Regions from separate parts of the Sus scrofa genome. Here region 2 is linked to region 1. The links are chromatin contacts, called in public HiChIP or PLAC-seq maps. All regions are on one chromosome and are shown on one strand. Each heading gives the region's core, a stretch centred on a gene start, on an enhancer-like site or on the middle of the called end of the contact. The rest is flanking DNA. Distances are from core to core; before and after follow the strand shown.

Region 1 (5,455 bases), core at 1,178-3,677:
CAGGATCCAAGCCACATCTGCAACCTACACCACAGCTCATGTCAATGACAGATCTTTAACCCACTGAGCAAGGCCAGGGATTGAACCTGTGTCCTCATGGAGTCCAGTCAGATTGGTTTCCTCTGAGCTACGATGGGAACTCCCTGCCTAGAGACATTAACTATTATCCATCGTGGGTAAATTTTTAATGTATATGTGACAGAATAAAGCACTACAACAGTCAGAACCAACAGAGAGGCTTCCAGTGTTCAACTGAGTAAAACAGCTGACCCTTGAATGATGTGGGTTAGAACTGTGCAGATTCACTTACATGCAGATTTTTTTTCATAAATACATATATGTACTCTAAATGTATTTTCTCTTCCTTTCTTTTTCTTTCTTATTTGGGGGGGGGGTGCGCACACAGCATGTGGAAGTTCCCAGGCTAGGGATCAAACCCAAGCCAAAGGAGGAACAACATTGGATCCTTAATCTCTGGGCCACCAGGGAGCTCTTTCTCTTCCTTTCTTAATATTTTTCTCCAGTTTACTTTATTGTAAGTATACACTATATAGTGCCTAAAACACACAAAATATTGTTAATTGACTGCTTATGTTACAGGTTAAACGTCAGTTAAGAGTAGGTTATTAGGAGTTCCTATTGTGGCTTAGGAGGTTGCAAACCCATGAGGACAAGGGTTCAATCCCTGGCCTGGTTCAGTGGGTTAAAGGATCCAGTATCATTGTGAGCTGTGGTATAAGTCACAGACATGGCCCGGATACAGCACTGCTGTGGGGCTCTGGCATAGGCTGGCAGCTGCAGCTCCGATTTGACTCCTAGCTTGGGGACCTCCATACGCCACAGGTGGGGCCCTTTAAAAAAAAAAAATTAAAAAAGGTAGGTAATTAGTAGTTAAGTATTGAGGAACGCAAAAGTTATACTTGTATTTTCTACTGAGGGGTTGGCACCCCTAACCCCCATGTTATTCAGGGGTCAGCTGTACACTGTTTCATGTTCATCTGACCACCAGGAACCACCTCACATTCATTCTTTCATTCAGTCGAGACTCAAAACTGTTCCCTTTTTTCCAGAAACTATTTAAATAATTATCTTATTTGTTAAATGTTTTAAAAAATGAAAGCCACAATCACCACCTTTAATGATGCAGAACTTTGTGAACCCCTGACCTCTGCTTCCTTGACCTTCCAACACCACCAATGTCAGCCTGGTTCAAAGGCGTTTTATTTCTGAACTGACCTTAGGCCTCCTTTTACCTTTCCTCTCACTCCAGAGGAAGAATGCTGATAATAATGAGTTCTTTATCCTAAGGCAGTCGAGTGGAGAGCTATAGATTGTGGACTCTAAGCCATATTACCTAGGTTTAAACCTAACTCCACTATTACCATATTCCCAAGATCTTGGAAATATCATTTATTCTATTTCCTTGAGATCGCTCATTGATAAAATGAAGATAATAATAATTCCTGCTACTCAGTTGGATTAGAACTGAATGAAATAATTCGTGTAATATATTTAGAGCAATTGTTAACAGACTCAGCACTGGATACATGTAAGCTATTCTTGAACACTTACTCTCTGCTGGGATCTTTACATATACGATCACTAATTTGCATTTAACAGATATGATAACTTATAGTATATAAGTGTGCCCATATATAACATACAGTACATAAGAACAATTTAAGGAATACTAAAAGAGGAGTTCCCATCGTAGTTCAGTGGGTAAAGAACCTGATTAGTAACCATGAGGTTGAGGGTTCGATCCCTGGCCCCACTCAGCAGGTTAAGGATCTGGCGCTGCTGTGAGCTGTGATGTAGGTCGCAGACGCGGCTCAGATCTCTGCATTGCTGTGGCTCTGGTGTAGGCCGGTGGCTACAGCTCTGATTTGACTCCTAGCCGGGAACCTCCATATGCCTCAGGTGCGGCCCTAAAAAGACAAACCCCCCCCAAAAAAAAAGAATACTAGAAGAGTACCTTGACTTTGACTCACTACTCAGATTAAGAAATAGAACATTACCAGATCTTTATTTTTTTAACCAGTTCTTTTTTATTTTATTTATTTATTTATTTTGCGACCTATTTATTTCTGCGACCTACACTACAGCTCACGGCAACACCAGATCCTTAATCCGCTGAGCGAGGCCAGGGTTTAAATCCGCAACCTCAAGTTCCTAGTCAGACTCATTTCCGCTGCACCACGACAGGAACTGCCTCCCACCCCCAATTTTTTTTTAAACCAGACATTTATTGCATGACTAATTGCTGAAATCCACAAGATGAACCGAATGCTGCAACAGCTGCCCTCTTGGGTTTAGGTATTGTTCCTTAAAGAACATGCAACATATAATTTTTCAGGTGCCTCATCACCAGTTACAGTATTTCCCTTTTAGCCTTAGCACCCCAGTCATACTCTCTCTTCTTCTTGGCCGAGTAACCACATTTGTCACAGATGGACTTCTGAAGGTGGCACAGTGTGTATGCATTACTGTGACACTTTCCCAATGATGACGTCGCCGTCCTCACCTCTTTTGTGGCCAAGACCAAAGAGATTATCAGTTCTTTAGAAGCCCCTCCAGCAAAAGTCTGCTTCCTCCTTCCATCTCTTCCCTTTGCCTTTTCTCCTTTCCTTTCTTCTTTTTTGTACATTCTTTCTTTCATTCTGCTCTGTTTATTTACTTATTTATTTAGGTTGCACTGGCAGCACATGGAAGTTGCCAGGCCAGGGATCCAACCTGAGCCACAGCAGTCACCAGAGCTGCTGCAGGGACGATGCCAGATCCTTAACTTGCTATGCCACAACATAACTCTCTATTCTGTTCCTTTTAAAGAATTTTTTTTTTCTTTCTGCACTCTGCCATTTCACAGCTATGAAACCTAGAGCAAGATACTTAATTCTTATGGACTTCAGTATCCTTATCTATAAAATGGGAATAATAAGAAAAATACCAACCTTAAATGGTTGTGGTGAGATTTAATAAGACGATATTTGCACAAGGGTTAAATGAGATAATCATTTATGTGAAATCTTTGGCACAGACCTTGGCATATGGTTGGAAGTCAATAAATAGGAGTTGTTTTTATATATACATATATATATACATATATATATATATATATAAACAACTCAGGCCCGCACCCTTGGCATGTGGAGAACCCCAGGCTAGGGGTCAAATCGGAGATACAGCTGCTGGCCTACACCACAGCCACAGCAACAGCAATGAGAGATCCGAGCCGTGTCTGTGACCTACACCACAGCTCACGGCAATGCCAGATGGCTGACCCACTGAGCGAGGCCAGGGATCAAACCCGCTTTCTCATGGATACTAGTCAGATTCATTTCCGCTGTGCTATGACAGGAATGCCCTGTATTTTTATTATTATTTAAAAATCATTTATTCTCCGATAGAAGAACTTTGTAGTATAATGGAAAAAGACCTGAACTTTGGAATCAGAAAGACCTACCAGCAGTGGCTAGTCACTAAACCTCTTCATATGTGAAATGAGGGTGCTAATACAGATGGTCTGTCACTGAGCACAAAGGGCTGCTCTAAGGACCAGAGGAAATGATACACAAAGTACCCAGTAATAAACTCTTTCCCTTCCTCCCTCCTTTCCTTCCTCTTTCTCTGGTAGGGTAAGTTTTCTTCCCAACAAAGATATTAAAAGCAGCTGTGTGCTTGTGCAATTTCTCTTGCATTCTGGGTTCAGTTCAGCAAGTGTTTATCAAGCATCCACTAGGTGGCGAAAAGCACTTTCCTGGCAGGTGTGCTGTTAAGCGGAGGATACTAACCCTGTCAGAAAATGAAGTGCTAGGGTCATCTACACTCCTGGGTCTGGGCCCTGGAATAATTTTTATTTTATTTATTTATTTATTTTTTTTTGTCTTTTTGCTATTTCTTGGGCCGCTCCTGCGGCATATGGAAGTTCCCAGGCTAGGGGTTGAATCGGAGCTGTAGCTGCCAGCCTACGCCAGAGCCACAGCAACTCGGGATCCGAGCCGCATCTGCAACCTACACCACAGCTCACGGCAACGCCGGATCGTTAACCCACTGAGCAAGGCAGGGACCGAACCCGCTACCTCATGGTTCCTAGTCGGATTCGTTAACCACTGTGCCACGACGGGAACTCCCGTAATTTTTAAACAATTGTTTAAAAAGAAGGAAAATAAATTCCCTTGTGGTGCAGCAGGTTAAGGATCCAGTGACGTCAGTGCAGCAGCTCAGGTCACTGCTGTGGCTTCGGCTTTAATCCCTGGCCCAGGAACCTCCCAGGACCAGCCCAAAAAAAATTTTTTTTAATTTAAAAAAAAAAAGTCCTCTGTACCTGGACTCTCAGGGGAATTTCCTGAGAAGCACTCAGCTCTTCTGTGCCAAAGCCAGGGGAATAGCATCTCTGGCCAGAAGGCAATGGCTACATTGTTTAGATCAATAAATGGGAACCCCTTGAGCTCCTGTGGTGGAAGGGAGGTGAGTGATGACCTGGTGGAAGGGACAGAGTGGAATGCTCTGGCTAGTGCTCTAACTAAACAACTAATTGCTGTGTGTCCCTGGCCAAGTTACAGTACTTCCCTGGGTCTAGTTTATTGAATCAGATATTTTTTTTATTATTCCATATTTAGCAAAATTAATTGATTGGGGAGAATAACCACTGCAGACATCATGGTTGGGAATGCAGTGTATCATTGTACAGAGAAAGTTTAGAAATGTGTACAGTAAAAAAAAAAAAAGAAAGAAAGAAAGAAAAAAAGAAAAAAAAAAAAGTTGCTAAATACAACTTTAGGCCCTAACCCAAGCTTTTCACACACAATGACTTCAGTAATAACTTTATCCAGTCCTGTGCTATCCCAACATTCTCCAGCTGCCCTAGGGGTTTGTAATACAGTGAAGTTTGACACACCCGAGGCCTTTCCCAGAAAAAACCCCCATTGCCTTCTCCTGCTGTGATCCCAGCTCTGGTAGACAAATGGAGCCATTTCCTCCCTCCCAGCTCCTCAAATTGCCTAAGCAGAAGAGCTGTTGCTCAAAGCTGGGTGGTCCAGGAATGGGAGGATTGTGGCCGAATCAGAGCTAAGAAAGGGTGAGGGCTGACTACCTCCAGGAAGAGTCTATTACATTTAAGCTCAGTGAGGGAGTTCTCTTGTGGCCCAGTGGGTGAAGGATCCAGCACTGTCACTGCAGCTGCTGTGGAGCAGGTTCAGTCCCTGGCCTGGGTACGTCCATATGCTGAGGGCGCAGACAAAACAAAAAACAAACAAAACCAATGAGGAAGGGAAAAAATCAATGCCCATCGGCGTTTCAGCCCTACTCATAGTTGCCGCCATTTGATTCTCCGTTGGGGCTGTCCTGTGCGCTGCGTGATGGTTCACATGCCTCACCACTGGCCTCTGATCCCAGTAGCATGGCCCCAGTCCCAGCTGTGACAACCAAAAATGTTTCAGACCAAATGGTGTCTTGT
Region 2 (5,455 bases), core at 1,509-4,008, 130 kb after region 1:
GAATCCCTTCCTCTGCAACTTTTTGGAATAGTTTCAGAAGGATAGGTGTTAGCTCTTCTCTTAAATGTGACTCTTAGTCTTTTTAGACTCATCTCTTTCTCCTTCCCCACAGCATGCTGTAAGCTCCTGGCTGTCTTAAAACTTGACTCGGACTGCATTTTTTTTCTTTAAACTCAGCCCTTATCAGTCTCTTTGTACATCTGAAGTGATCTCTCCTGTCTCTAAACACCCCTCTATTTTCTATTTTATTTTATTTTTGTTTATTTTATTGCATATTATTGCACAAGTAGGGCTTTGTAATTGACCAAAGTGCTTTTAAACCCATTACTTTATTGAGTTTTCACAACCAGTCTATGAGGTAAGGAAGAAGGGTGTGTCTTATTACAAGGGAGGAAAACAAAACTTGAGGAGGGAAGAGTGATTTGCCTCAAATTTTGTATTTAATAGAAAGTGGGGCGAAGGCTCAAATCCAAGCCTCCCAGAACATAAGCCCCAAGCTTTCTTCATTAGTGTGTTTCTTGTTACCAGAGTCTACAATTAAATGTAAATTTGAATTCATCTCTTTCCAGTTGTCTGCAAGTTACTTGAAGTTGTATTTTTATTCCTTTAGAACGTAGATGTATATATGAGTGAGTCCATTCATATATTCAATGCAGTTTAGTGTTCTTTCTCTATAAAAATCATGCTTCCTCTTTCTGAGCCTTATTTTCCTGTCCTTTTTTTTTTTTTTAGTCGAAATGAAGCTTACTTTGTATATTATAAAAATTAAAACTAGAACTTTCTATAATGAATTTAATTTCTGGGATAATTTTCCAGCAGTGCACTTGAGTTCATAAGTATTTCTTATTTGTAAAGAGATTAAGCCCAATGCTAGGCTACTAAGCAGTGGTTCCACACTTTTCAAGTATAAGTATCCTGAATTTTCATGTAGTTGTAACTCTGATTTTTAACTTGACTTAGAGAAGAACTAATATACCAATAAAAGCTGATATGAATTCAGTAACAATTTTAATGGGTTTCAATTTTATTCATTGTATCATCTACAAATATTTGAAAAATAATAATGACACATGTACTAGGCTTTAATATTCAGTCTGTAGGAAATGCTTGATACCCTTAGTACTTACAGATCTTCCTGATAACTCTGTGGTTTCTAGCTGGGAGTGACTGCTGTGGGGATTCTGACATTGTCCTGCATCACTCGTTGTTGCCTTAGCAAGAGTCATGTGAGAAATTTCTTGTAGAGGCACGTAGTTGGAAAGTGTTGCTTCCCTGAGTAATTGCTTTGTGCTTTCCTTTTAGACAGTGAGGACTGTGCAGCTGACCTCTCCATTTTCATAGTGACCTTTGGGAAGCTCAGAGCCAAATCAATCAATCACTCAATCATGCCATATATCATGCAGTCATATAGCTGTATAAATCCTTATTGCGTGATCAAGTTTTCCCTCCTTTTTTTTTTTTTTCTCTCTTTTTTGTCCACCCCATGACATATGGGGTTCCTGGGCCAGGGATCAGATCCAATTTCCAGTGCAGCACCGGATCCTTTAACCCCCTGTGCTGGGCAGGGGATTGAACCTACATCCTGGCACTGCAGAGATGCTGCCAATCCCATTCCACCACAGCGGGAGCTCATTACCTCTTTTTACACTTTGTAGTTTGCTTAGCCTTGATTTTTTAATTTATATTTTATTTTATTGCATATTTCCCAGGAGCCAACTAAAATTCTTTAAAAATGAAATGGGGGAGTTCCCGTCATGGCGCAGTGGTTAACGAATCCGACTAGGAACCATGAGGTTGCGGGTTTGGTCCCTGCCCCTTGCTCAGTGGGTTAACGATCCGGCGTTGCCGTGAGCTGTGGTGTAGGTTGCAGACGCGGCTCGGATCCCGCGTTGCTGTGGCTCTGGCGTAGGCCGGTGGCTACAGCTCCGATTCAACCCCTAGCCTGGGAACCTCCATATGCCGCGGGAGCGGCCCAAGAAATAGCAACAACAACAACAACAAAAAGACAAAAGACAAAAAAAAAAAAAAATGAAATGGGGAGTTCCCGGCGCGGCGCAGTGGTTAACAAATCCAACTGGGAACCATGAGGTTTTGGGTTCGGTCCCTGCCCTTGCTCAGTGGGTTAAGGATCTGGCATTGCTGTGAGCTGCGTGCGGTGTAGGTTGCAGACGCGGCTCGGATCCCATGTTGCTGTGACTCTGGCATAGGCCAGTGGCTACAGCTCTGATTCGACCCCTAGCCTGGGAACCTCCATATGCTGCGGGAGCAGCCCAAGAAATAGCAAAAAGACGAAAAAAAAAAAATGAAATGGGATATAAATGCTTTAGTCTTTCTTTTTGTGACCAGCTGTATTTTGGGCCCTAGAATTTCTGTTCTAAATATTGATATCTATATGCATATGTCTTCCTTTTTATGCTGTATTGAACAGGCTCAGATATCAGAATTTATATGGAAAAGTTAAGCCTAAGTATGCTATTTATTAGAAAAATGTTGTTTCAGAGTTTCTGGGTGGCCTAGCAGTTAAGGATTTGGCATTGTCACTGCTGTAGCTCAGATCAGTTCTGTGGTGCAGTTTCATTTCCCGGCCTGGGGACTTCTGTGTGCCATGGGTACGGCCAAAAAGAAAGAAAGAAAAATGTAGTTTCATTTAATATGAATTGATTTCAAAAACTCCTTACAGAGGCTACTTAAGTATATCTCAAAAAGCGGAGCCTTTTCTGGGAGGAAGCAAAGCATCGTTGTGATGACTGTGATGACAGTGTGCCTCTGCTGGTCGATGTGAGATCACTCCCGGCAGTTAGTGGTACTATAAAAATTCACTCAGGGGACTGGGAGAGTCTTTTTTTTTTTTTTTTTTTTTTTTTAGTGTTTATCCTTTTGAATTTTGTACCATGTGTGTATATAACCTATTCAAAATTAATTTTAAAATTTGAGTCATTTTCAGAAGAAATATAAGAAAATTTCTCTTCCCACATATTAAACTCTTGAGCTCCTTGAGACCAGGAACTGTGCTAGATTCTTCTCTGTATTCCTGAACCTAGCATAGTGCCTTATGTATAATAAGCCCCCAGCTGGTGTGCCTAGATGTGAATTGGAAACTGAGAGTTGAAAATCTCAGTAGGGTCACAGCTAAAAATTTACTAACTGTAGATAACTTACAACCCCTTAACTCTGTACCCTCTTTTCAGAGTGAGGATGAGAGCAGCTTCCTGGCTTTGAAGTAAGATTGTTTTTTATTGAAATCCATTAAAAGAACTTAAAAATAAGATAGTAGAATTTTACCTAGTCATTTTTTCAAAACAGAAGGTTTGTGTTTGTTCATGCATTGTAATGTTGGATTTTTCCAAAGGTAACCTAAAGATTGATTTTTAACTCTTTTTCTAGATCTTTGTAGAATTTGACGGCTGTAACTGGAAGGAACACTCCTGGGTTAAAGTTCACGCTGAAGAGGTTATTGTGCTTCTGCTGGAAGGGTCTCTGGTATGGGCACCCCGGAAGGACCCAGTCCTTGTCCAGGGCACTCGAGTCTCAATTGCACAGTGGCCAGCCCTGGTGAGTGACTTTTATTGGCTAGGAACATATTTGGCTTTTACTCCTATTTACTCCTGTACTAAAGGTATTTATCCAATAGCAGGACTCTTTAGAATTCCCTAAACTCCAATGCTTAGGCCTTAGCACACTTTTATTCTGAAGTTACCAGAGGAAAAATTGGAGATCTTTTCTCCTGTGTCTTCTGAAACTTTATATTAGATAATATTTGATACTTTGTTTCTGAATAATTTTTCACCTTGCTTTTTTATAGTAAGGTTATGAAACAATGTTTGTAATCTTAAAGTCTTTTTTTTTTCCATAGAAACTGTTTAATTTTTGCCAGCTTTATTGAGATATAGTTGACATATAACATTGTATAAGTTTGTATACAACATGATAGTTTTATACATATATATATAATGTATCTGAAATGATTGTCACAATAAGGTTAGTTAACACTTCCATTGACTCACATAGTTATGTTTTTGTATAAGACCTTTTAAGGTATACTTTCAAGTATATAATACAGTAGCATTATTAGCTATAGTCATCATGCTATACGTTAGATGCCCAGAACTTACTCATTTTATACCCTTTGACCGCTTTCATCCATTCCCCCCACTCTCCCACCTCTGGCAACCACTCCGAGTCTATGAGATCAGTTGTTTGAGGTTCTGCATGTAAGTGAAATCGTACCGCATTTGTCTTTCTCTGTCTGTTTCACTTAGCATAATGCCCTGGAGATTCAGCTATGTTCTTGTAAATGGCAAGATTGTCTCCTTTTTTATGACTGAATAATTTTTCATTGTGTGTAATATTCATGTGTGTCTGTGTGTATACACCACATTTTCTTTATCCATTCATCCATCACCAGATACTTAGGTGTTTCTACGTCTTGGCTCTTGTAAATAACGCTGTATGCTGAACATGGGGATGCAGATATCTCTTCCAGATAGTGATTTCAGGAGTTCCTTTTGTGGCTCAGCAGGTTAAGAACACGATTAGTATCCGTGAGGATGTGGGTTTGATCCCTGGCCTGACTCAGTGGGGTAAAAGATACAGCGTTGCTGTGAGGTGTGGTATAGGTTGCAGACACAGCTCAGCTGCTGTGTTGCTATGGTGTAGGATGGCAGCCGCAACTCTGATTCAACCTGTAGCCTGGAACTTCCGTATGCTGCAGGTGCAGGCCTAAAAAGACAAAAAAATATATGTGTGTGTGTGTGTGTGTGTGTGTGTGTGTGTGTGTGTGTGTGTGTGTGTGTGTGTGTATGTGTGTGTATATATATATGTGTGTGTATATATGTATGTATATGCATATGTGTGTATATGTATATGTGTGTGTGTGTGTGTGTGTGTGTGTATATATATTTTTTTTTTTTTTGATTTCATTTCCTTCAGATAAATACCCAGAAGTGGAATTGTTGCATCATATGATAGTTTTGTTTGTTTTCTTTTTCTAGCTACACCTGCAGCATCTGGAAGTTCCTGGGCTAGGATTTGAATCAGAGCTGTAGCTGCAGACTACACCACAGCTGTGGCAACACCAGGTCCAATAATCTGAGCTTCGTCTGTGACCTACACCTCAGTTTGCAGCAACACTGGATCCTTAACCCACTGAGTAAGGCCAGGGATCGAACCCACATCCTCATGAACACTGTATCAGTTTCTTTTTTTTGTCTTTTTGCCATTGCTTGCCATTGCTTGGGCCGCTCCCACAGCACCTGGAGGTTTCCATGCTAGGGGTCTAATCGGAGCAGTAGCCACCGGCCTACACCAGAGCCACAGCAACGCGGGATCCAAGCCGCGTCTGCAACCTACACCACAGCTCACGGCAACGCCAGATCCCTAACCCACTGAGCAAGGCCAGGGATCAAACCCGCAACCTCATGGTTCCTAGTCGGATTCGTTAACCACTGAGCCACAA

Evidence for each region. HiChIP or PLAC-seq counts read pairs in DNA pulled down with a chosen protein or histone mark.
Region 2: a contact with region 1 is called in an H3K27ac HiChIP or PLAC-seq map of alveolar macrophages. The contact joins two enhancer-like sites. A contact is called at or near these places in 2 of 47 Hi-C or Micro-C datasets (liver and mesenteric adipose tissue) and 1 of 2 datasets of contacts at active chromatin or transcription factors (alveolar macrophages).

The regions. Positions count from the first base shown.
Region 1 is chr2:140,233,129-140,238,583 of Sscrofa11.1, forward strand. It overlaps a transcript of CDC23 not described here. Among named protein-coding and RNA genes, the nearest start is that of CDC23, 5.1 kb to the left of the region's middle. Within about 2 kb of position 2,428, at least 3 of the 83 cell types and tissues checked have an H3K27ac peak or open chromatin away from gene starts, as enhancers often do. A contact at or near this core is called in alveolar macrophages, where this site is marked.
Region 2 is chr2:140,364,808-140,370,262 of Sscrofa11.1, forward strand. KDM3B (lysine-specific demethylase 3B) reads left to right here. Exons shown (of 26, transcript XM_003480917.4): 3 at 3,385-3,552. Among named protein-coding and RNA genes, the nearest start is that of KDM3B, 21 kb to the left of the region's middle. Within about 2 kb of position 2,759, at least 7 of the 83 cell types and tissues checked have an H3K27ac peak or open chromatin away from gene starts, as enhancers often do. A contact at or near this core is called in alveolar macrophages, where this site is marked.